Linked DNA regions of Mus musculus: region 1 is linked to region 2. Evidence: chromatin contacts called from public promoter capture Hi-C data. All regions are on one chromosome and are shown on one strand. The core of a region is the stretch at or near the end of the contact, and the rest is flanking DNA. Distances in the headings are between cores, read along the strand shown. Region 1 holds the start of Gpr137 (G protein-coupled receptor 137). Region 2 holds the start of Cnih2 (cornichon family AMPA receptor auxiliary protein 2).

Region 1 (3,841 bases), core at 1,068-3,567, 1.8 Mb before region 2:
TGGGCTGGAGAGATGGCTCAGTGGTTAAGAGCACTGACTCCTCTTCCAGAGGTACTGAGTTCAATTCCCAGCAACCACATGGTGGCTCACAACCATCTGTAATGGGATCTGATGCCCTCTTCTGAAGACAGCTACAGTGTACTCACATACAATAAATAAATGAATAAATAAATAAATAAAGAGAAAAGTCACTTCTTTGGGGCTCTGCTTACCTCCCACTGATCTTGGGGACATAATAAGGGGGTCTGTTTTCAGCATTCAGTGAGTCAGCTTAATCATTAAGGGCATACCATACATCTCTGTGAATTAGCCCAGTGATGGTTTGTAGAAGAAGCAATCTGATGAAAGGAGCTATCTGGGGCTTCCCAAGAATCTTTAGGAAGTATGGCTGCAACAGCAACGTAAGGGGCACCTGAGAGTCAGGGGGCATGGGACAGGCAGATAATGGTAGTGAGGAACCTACCTCCATGATGACTGTTGGTGGCTGCCCGTCCCTGCTGATGAATGTTGCTCCCCAGGAGACCTGGGGCCAGGTAGGGACCTGGCTGGTCCTCAGTGAGGCTAGGGCCCAGGCCCCTATCTGTAGCACTAGCGTCTTCCTGCTCACTCGGCTCAAACTCTGGGATCTGGAACATACTCTGGGCTGTAGAGACAAGGTAAGAAGTACTCACTACACAGCTAGGCAAACAGTGTTTATGAGAAGCAGAGGAGAGGTACTCCTGTCTCCCTCTCCCACCACGGTAGCTCAACTCCCCAAATCTTCCCAATCCCTCATTTGTCTGCTCAGTCTGCCTGGCTGTCGCCCGAATATTAAATCTCTCTTCAGAGCTCTGTCCAGACACTAGTGCGCTCCCCCTGCCCGTTAGGACCGGGAATAGGTCTCACCCCAAGCCCGATCTCGAGGCCCCTGACCCGGGCCTGCCTCCTCCCTCCAGTTCTAAGGGCGCCCGGCCCTAGTTTCCTGGGCGACGAGAACTGTCACAGATCTGACCCAATCAGTTTTCGAAGTAAATCCCGGGTCGGCCTGGAGGCGGGGCCACCCCAAGCCAGGTCCCACCCCTGCGCCGACCTGCTGGTCTCCACCGCCTTCCTCCCGCGTCGCTCCCCAGGCTCCGGATTCCGGGATCGGACTTCCTCAAGCCTAGGGCGTGTGCAGGAGCCAGCGAGGGCTGCTTTGGGGTTCCCATTTGGATCCTGGAGGCCTGCTTCGGCTGATAAGTCCTCCAGCCCTTCTGGGCCCGAATTCCCTCCTGTAAAATGGGGTTAATGACACCTCCCTGGGGAGCTGGTGAAAACTCTGTAAACAGCTTAGTGATTACTTATAGAGCCGTTCACTGAAGCTCGGCCGTCGGATGCAATGGTCGTTGCGATGGTTATTGCTCCCCCTGGACCGAGTGACCGGGATGGGAAGACCAGCTCCTTCTTCCCGATCGTGGAGGCCTTGCACTGCCCGTCTTGGGGACAACCCCCCGCGCCATTTCGGGAGCTCCTTTACGGCAGGATGGCCGCCCGGGTGCGGAAGAAGGGACGGGGCGCCCAGGAAGGCGAGCCGTGGGGCTCCAGGGGCCTCTGCTGCCAGGATAGGTGTGCGTACGCTGCCCCGGGCCGGAGCGCGGGGCCTGCAGACAGAAGCTAGGGGGCGGGGTCCGGGTACCATCTTGGTTGTGGGCGGAAGTTTCCTTCAGTGACCCTGTGCGGGGAAGTCGTTGCCGCCCCCCATATGGGCACGCCGAACGCGATGTGGATTTGGGAATCTAAGCGTGGGAAATGGTAGTCCCCAAACATTAAGAGCTGGCGGTCCATGGCACTGGTAGCCCAGGTGCTTGCTGCGTGCGGCCTGCTCTACTCTCGGCCGCCCGCCGCCATCCGTAACCCGGGACACCCGCCGGCAGCGCACCTTGCGGCGATTCTCGAAGAGATGCACGCCGGGCGCGGCGCATGGCTTCGGAGTCCCTGCCGGTCGCTACGCAGTTTACGTAGCGAACGGACGTCCGCGCAGGCGCAGGAGTGGGGCGGAGCAGAGGGAGCCGGGGAGCTGGAGCCCGGTGTCCCGGCGACCGGATCCCGCTTACCCCGCAGCGGCCTGAGACCTGACATCGACTTCCTCTTATTCACCGGGGCTGAGGGTGGACGCGGTGGGGGAACACGTCTGGAATCTTGAGGACAGAGGAAGAAGCCTCCCAATCCGGATTATTGGAGGGGAAAGAGGAACCAAGCTTGGGGAGGGGGAGAGCGGGGCGTTGGGCGCCCCCGCAGCGGCCGCTGTCCTAAGCTGACGGGCATCGGCCGGCTCTCCCCCTCCTGCCAGCCGGACACGAGCAACCAAGGCCAGGGACTCTGTGCCACTGCATCCTCGCATCTTGGCTCTGGGGCTGGCCCAGGGAGGGACACCCCCAACCCCCATTTCATTTGCCCTGGGTAGGAAAGACCACTTTATACACTCCAGAGTGACGGGTCTAGGGCCCAGGGCCCAGGTTACCCGTGCCCACCCCCACCCCCACCCCCACGCCCGACTCTGCTGAGAAGGAAAGGCCTGACAACCTCAACTTCTTTTTTCCAGAGTTTCCAGGTCTCACCACCTATTGCAGGTCCCACCCCTCCGTATTTATTTCCCTGGCTTCTGGCCAGCCCTCTATCTCTGTCTCCGGGTTTCAGGCCTCCCTCCTTGACATGGAGAGTAACCTGTCTGGTCTGGTGCCTGCAGCTGGGCTGGTACCTGCACTGCCGCCTACAGTGACCCTGGGGCTGACCGCTGCCTACACTGCCCTATATGCTCTGCTCTTCTTCTCTGTCTATGCCCAGCTCTGGCTGGTGCTTCTGTATGGGCACAAGCGCCTCAGCTATCAGACAGTATTCCTGGCGCTCTGTCTGCTCTGGGCAGCCTTGCGTACCACACTTTTCTCCTTCTACTTCCGAGATACTCCCAGGGCCAACCGCCTGGGGCCCTTGCCTTTTTGGCTTCTCTATTGCTGCCCTGTCTGCCTGCAGTTCTTCACACTGACGCTTATGAACCTCTACTTTGTGCAGGTAACCACGGGAACCGGTGTGGTGGGAGTAGGAGGGCAATCTCAATGGTCCAAAGGAGTGATGGGGTATCTCTGCTCCCAGGTGGTGTTCAAGGCCAAGGCGAAGCGTCGGCCAGAGATGAGCCGAGGCTTGTAAGTACTGGAGATGTCAATGGGTCAGTGGCAGGGAGGAAGCCCACCCAGCAGGGTTGAGACAGGAGGAACCTCAGAAGTATTTGTGATAGAGCTTGAGAAACCTGAAGCGTCTGATACAGACATCTATGATAGTGTCAGGGGAGAGAGACCATCAATATCACCTGTGGTGGAGAAAGATGGAGGCTCCAACCCATGGAATGCATGAAGTCCTGCTGCACTTTTAGTGACCTTGGCTGCAACACCCCTGTCCTTACACAGTGCCTTCTAGTTTATAAAGATATTTCACATCTCACCTGAGGTGCTATTCCTATCGTCATTTGAGAGGATAACTGAGGCCCAGTTAGACAAAGCACCATGTTCAAGGTCACACAGCTGGAATGAGGCCCACTCAGGAACAGATGTTTGACCCGGTGCTCCTATGATGCTGTAGCTCTCAATCACCCCCTCAGTTTCCTCATCTGCAGAAAGAGATGAGCAGAGTTTAGGTGTGGCCATCTGAGTTCTAACTGACCCTGGGGTCTCCTGAGGAGTCAGGGTTGCTGGTGAGGGCCGAGGGGATCCGTGGTCTGGGGCTGACTTTGCTGTGGGCTGCAGGCTGGCTGTCCGAGGGGCCTTCGTGGGTGCTTCACTGCTCTTTTTGCTGGTGAATGTACTGTGTGCAGTGCTGTCTCGCCAGCGCC
Region 2 (3,346 bases), core at 93-2,592:
GCCGTCCAGCTGCGGTTAGGTCTTGAGCACATCTAGGGTAGGTGGGCGGATGGCTGCGGGGCCTGTGTCTCAAGCCGGGAGGGAGCCTGCTCCTGCCTCCCCCTGCCCTGCCTGAGCCAGGCCCATGTGCTGCCTGCCCACCGAGCCCCTTTGTCCCTGAGGAAAGCGGAGGCGGAAGGCCCACCTTGCCAAAGGCCGGGCACCAGCCTTAACCCTCACTCTGCCAGCACCACCTCCCTTTTCCGAGGCAGCACATCTGGCTTGTTCTTCCTCCATTCCTCAGAGCCTGACAGGGCCAGACCTGCTTCTCTGGGGAATGTGGGTGCAGCTTGGGGTTGTGGGGCTCTTCCCCCTCCCAACTCAGAATCCTGGCCCCCACCCTCTGGCACAGCTTCCTGTAGAAAACCTTTGGTCTTTACCTAAGAAGCCATGTCCTTTGTGCTGTCTCTTGCCAGTCTCACCCTACAACCTGTCCTCCCCCTCCAGTGTGTATTTAAGTCCCTGGGCTGCCCCTCTGGGAGGGAGCCTCTTCTCCCAGGTTCCCCTCTGATGTCACATCAGGCATCTTGCAAGGAAAAGCCACTTGGGGGAAGATGGAAAAGGATGAAAAAATAAATTTCCACTGGCCCTTGGATAAGCCAAGGGTTTTTGCAAGGAAGCGGTGGTGACTGAGTGTGGTCTATGGTCAGAGTCAGCTTTGAGTTGCTGGGTGGAACTGGAGTCCAGAGTTTGGTGTGATGCATGGGGGGTCCTGGCTTGGACTGTATCTTAAGCTTGCTGGTAAAAGCCCTTGACCCACATACTGGGGCTGGGAAAGCCTGCTGTGCGGCTATGGGATGTCCCCAAGGGCCCAGCATGAATCTGTCAGAGGGAGGCTGGCAGGAGGCCGTCAGGTGAGCCACCAACATCCACTGGGACAGGCGTTCAAGGCATGAAGTTAGAAGCAAGGAGCAGGCGTTGGTCCCCCTGCATTTAGTCTTCCCCTCCTCCAGTCCCCGACTTTAGTCCCCTCTTGTGGCTTGAAGCCAGATGCCAGCTATCCTGAGCTTTGACAAGCGCTGCTTTACATTAGGACCTCAGTTGTATCCCCCTGAGCCAGCACTCTGTGGAGACGGGAGTACAGAATGTGGCTATAGTGGGCTTAGTTGTCCGAAAGTTGTACCAGGAACGGGCTTCCAGGTCTGCATGTTCTGGAGGTGCACAAACACTGGGCTCATTGGGGTGAGTGGCTGTGCTGGGCTGATGAGGCTGGCGGAGGGGCGCTCTGAGTCTCAGCCCCGCCCGAGGCCGCTGCACGGCGGCCCCGCCCCCGGCTCCGCCCCGCCGGCTTCGCGGGCTGGAGAGCGAGGGAGCCGCGGGCGAGGGATCGCAGGATGAGCGATCGGGGCCCGGGCAGCCGGCAGCGGACGCGCCCCCCGAGCCCCACGGCCCGCGCCCCGCGTCCCCCACGGCCTCGTGGCCCTGGTCCCGGACGCGCTGTCCGTGTCCCTAGAGTCCGGTGGGCCATGCCCGTCCGGCCCTAAGTGTGGGCCGGGGGGCGTCCCCTTGCGCCCAGACCCCGCGCTGGCGCCCCCCGGGCCACCGCCCGGCGCGGGGGCCATGGCGTTCACCTTCGCAGCATTCTGCTACATGCTCACCCTGGTGCTGTGCGCCTCCCTCATCTTCTTTGTCATCTGGCACGTAAGACTGGGCTTGGACTGGGGGCGGGGTGGGGGGCAAGTGGGCTTATGGAGCAGGAGGGGGCTGGGGCTGATGGTATCAGTGCTCCGGGGAAACTTGAAAGGTCTTTTCCACTAGCCCCCATGGTTTCTGTTCGCACCCCCCAACACCCCCTTGTCGTTGGCTTCCTTCCCCCGGGGCAGCCCCCCCCTTCCTTCACCGCCCCCGCCTGTCTGTGGGTATGTCAGTAGGTCCTGACCCTCTCCTTGCTTCATCCAGTCATTGGGCAGGGGCGGAATTCTTGATCCTTCTATATTCTCATCCATCCACCCCCGTCTGTCCATCGGGCAGTTTGTCTGTGTGCCCCCCCAGCCCCCCCGCTGAACCCCTCTCCTTTGTGGGTTTTTCCAACCAGAATGATGGAGATGGTTGCTATGGCAACTGCATCTGTTTACAAGACCCGCATATCTTAGAACCCATTAACCCTGTCCCCTCCTGGACCCCTCTGACCCAAGTGGGATAGGTTCGAAGCAGCTCAAGAAACCTAGCTCCCACCTGGTCTCACTCTGACTCTCCAGCTTCCTTCTGATTCCTTCACATACGTGCCTTTTGTCTTTCATGTCCCTCACTCCTGGTCTGCCCTCACCCTGGCCTAGCCTCACACCTCACTCTTCAGAATGTCTCTTGTCTCATCTCAAATGGTTTCCCATTGGAGAGGGTTCTTGTACCTAGTTCTCTCCTGGGCTTTCCCAAGGGCCTCCTCTACCTGGTTCTTTCTCCTCTCTAGAACTGTGAGCCTCTGGCTTACTGTTGAGGTCTCTGCCGGCTCCTTCCAGCTGCCCCTCCTCCAATGCACTCAAACGGGTCCCATACAGGCCTGTCTCTCTGTTGTAGCTACTAGCATGCACATCTCCTGGTCTAATCCTCTTTTAAGTGTTCTCTTATCTGACTGCATCCAGCGTGCCTCCGTCCCCTCTTGCTTTACCTTTCTTGCTCTCCATTTCTTGTGTCTTTCTGGGACTTGCTGCCTCCCAGAAAGCACCCTGTCTCTTCCTTTGTCCTCCCCTCCTTCCTCTTTGACAGGTACTAGATCCTGAGCCCCCACAGGCATCTCCAGACACACACCATCTCCAGCCCAACCCCTCACTTTGCTCCAGTCTTGATCTAGGTCTCCCAGTTGGGTTTCTTGTCCTCTGCTCCGTTTCTCTCTTCCTCCATCACTTCGAATCCATTATGCGCTTCCTGTCCCAGGCCCCAGGGCCTTGGACAGTTCTGTGGGGGAAGAACAACTTGGGTCCTAAGAATTAGAAAAAATGGGGGGACCCAGGCAGGATAGCTAACTAGCTCCTGAAATTCAAGGAGCCCCTTCCCACTCACAACTCCACTTTCCCTGGTGGGGCCCTTCTTAGGAGCTCAGAGCCTGCCTAGGACAGTTGCATAGCAGCTGCGGGGGAGTCAGGCTGCATAAGACCTGGACCTTGCAAAGTGTCCAGGCCGAGATGAAGTCTCCTGAGGTTGGGAGCAGCATCTCTGTTCTCTCGACAGACCTTTCTGGGACCCCTTCCACTGTGAGGCACTGAGCTTTTCACCCATTTAGCTTGGTCCTCTTATCAGGCTTATCAGTAAAACCAGGGCTTGCACATGCAAAGTCCAGGAGAGAGAGCGTGGTCCTCAGGTCAAAGCTGTT

What was found. Capture Hi-C pulls out chosen DNA fragments and counts their contacts.
Region 1: a promoter capture Hi-C map of liver shows a contact between it and region 2, with 4 times the contacts expected there. A contact is called at or near these places in 5 of 39 promoter capture datasets (cranial neural crest, liver, neutrophils and 1 more), 2 of 130 datasets of targeted methods (embryonic stem cells and pancreatic cancer cells) and 1 of 9 other capture datasets (liver).

Annotation. Positions count from the first base shown.
Region 1 is chr19:6,939,669-6,943,509 of GRCm38.p6, reverse strand. Gpr137 (G protein-coupled receptor 137) reads left to right here and starts at 2,317. Exons shown (of 7, transcript NM_207220.3): 1 at 2,317-3,027; 2 at 3,109-3,158; 3 at 3,756-3,841. The coding sequence starts at 2,671. Bad (BCL2-associated agonist of cell death) reads right to left here and starts at 948. Exons shown (of 4, transcript NM_001285453.1): 1 at 886-948; 2 at 464-643. The coding sequence starts at 635.
Region 2 is chr19:5,096,517-5,099,862 of GRCm38.p6, reverse strand. Cnih2 (cornichon family AMPA receptor auxiliary protein 2) reads left to right here and starts at 1,342. Exons shown (of 6, transcript NM_009920.4): 1 at 1,342-1,680. The coding sequence starts at 1,600. Rab1b (RAB1B, member RAS oncogene family) reads left to right here. Exons shown (of 6, transcript NM_029576.3): 6 at 1-656.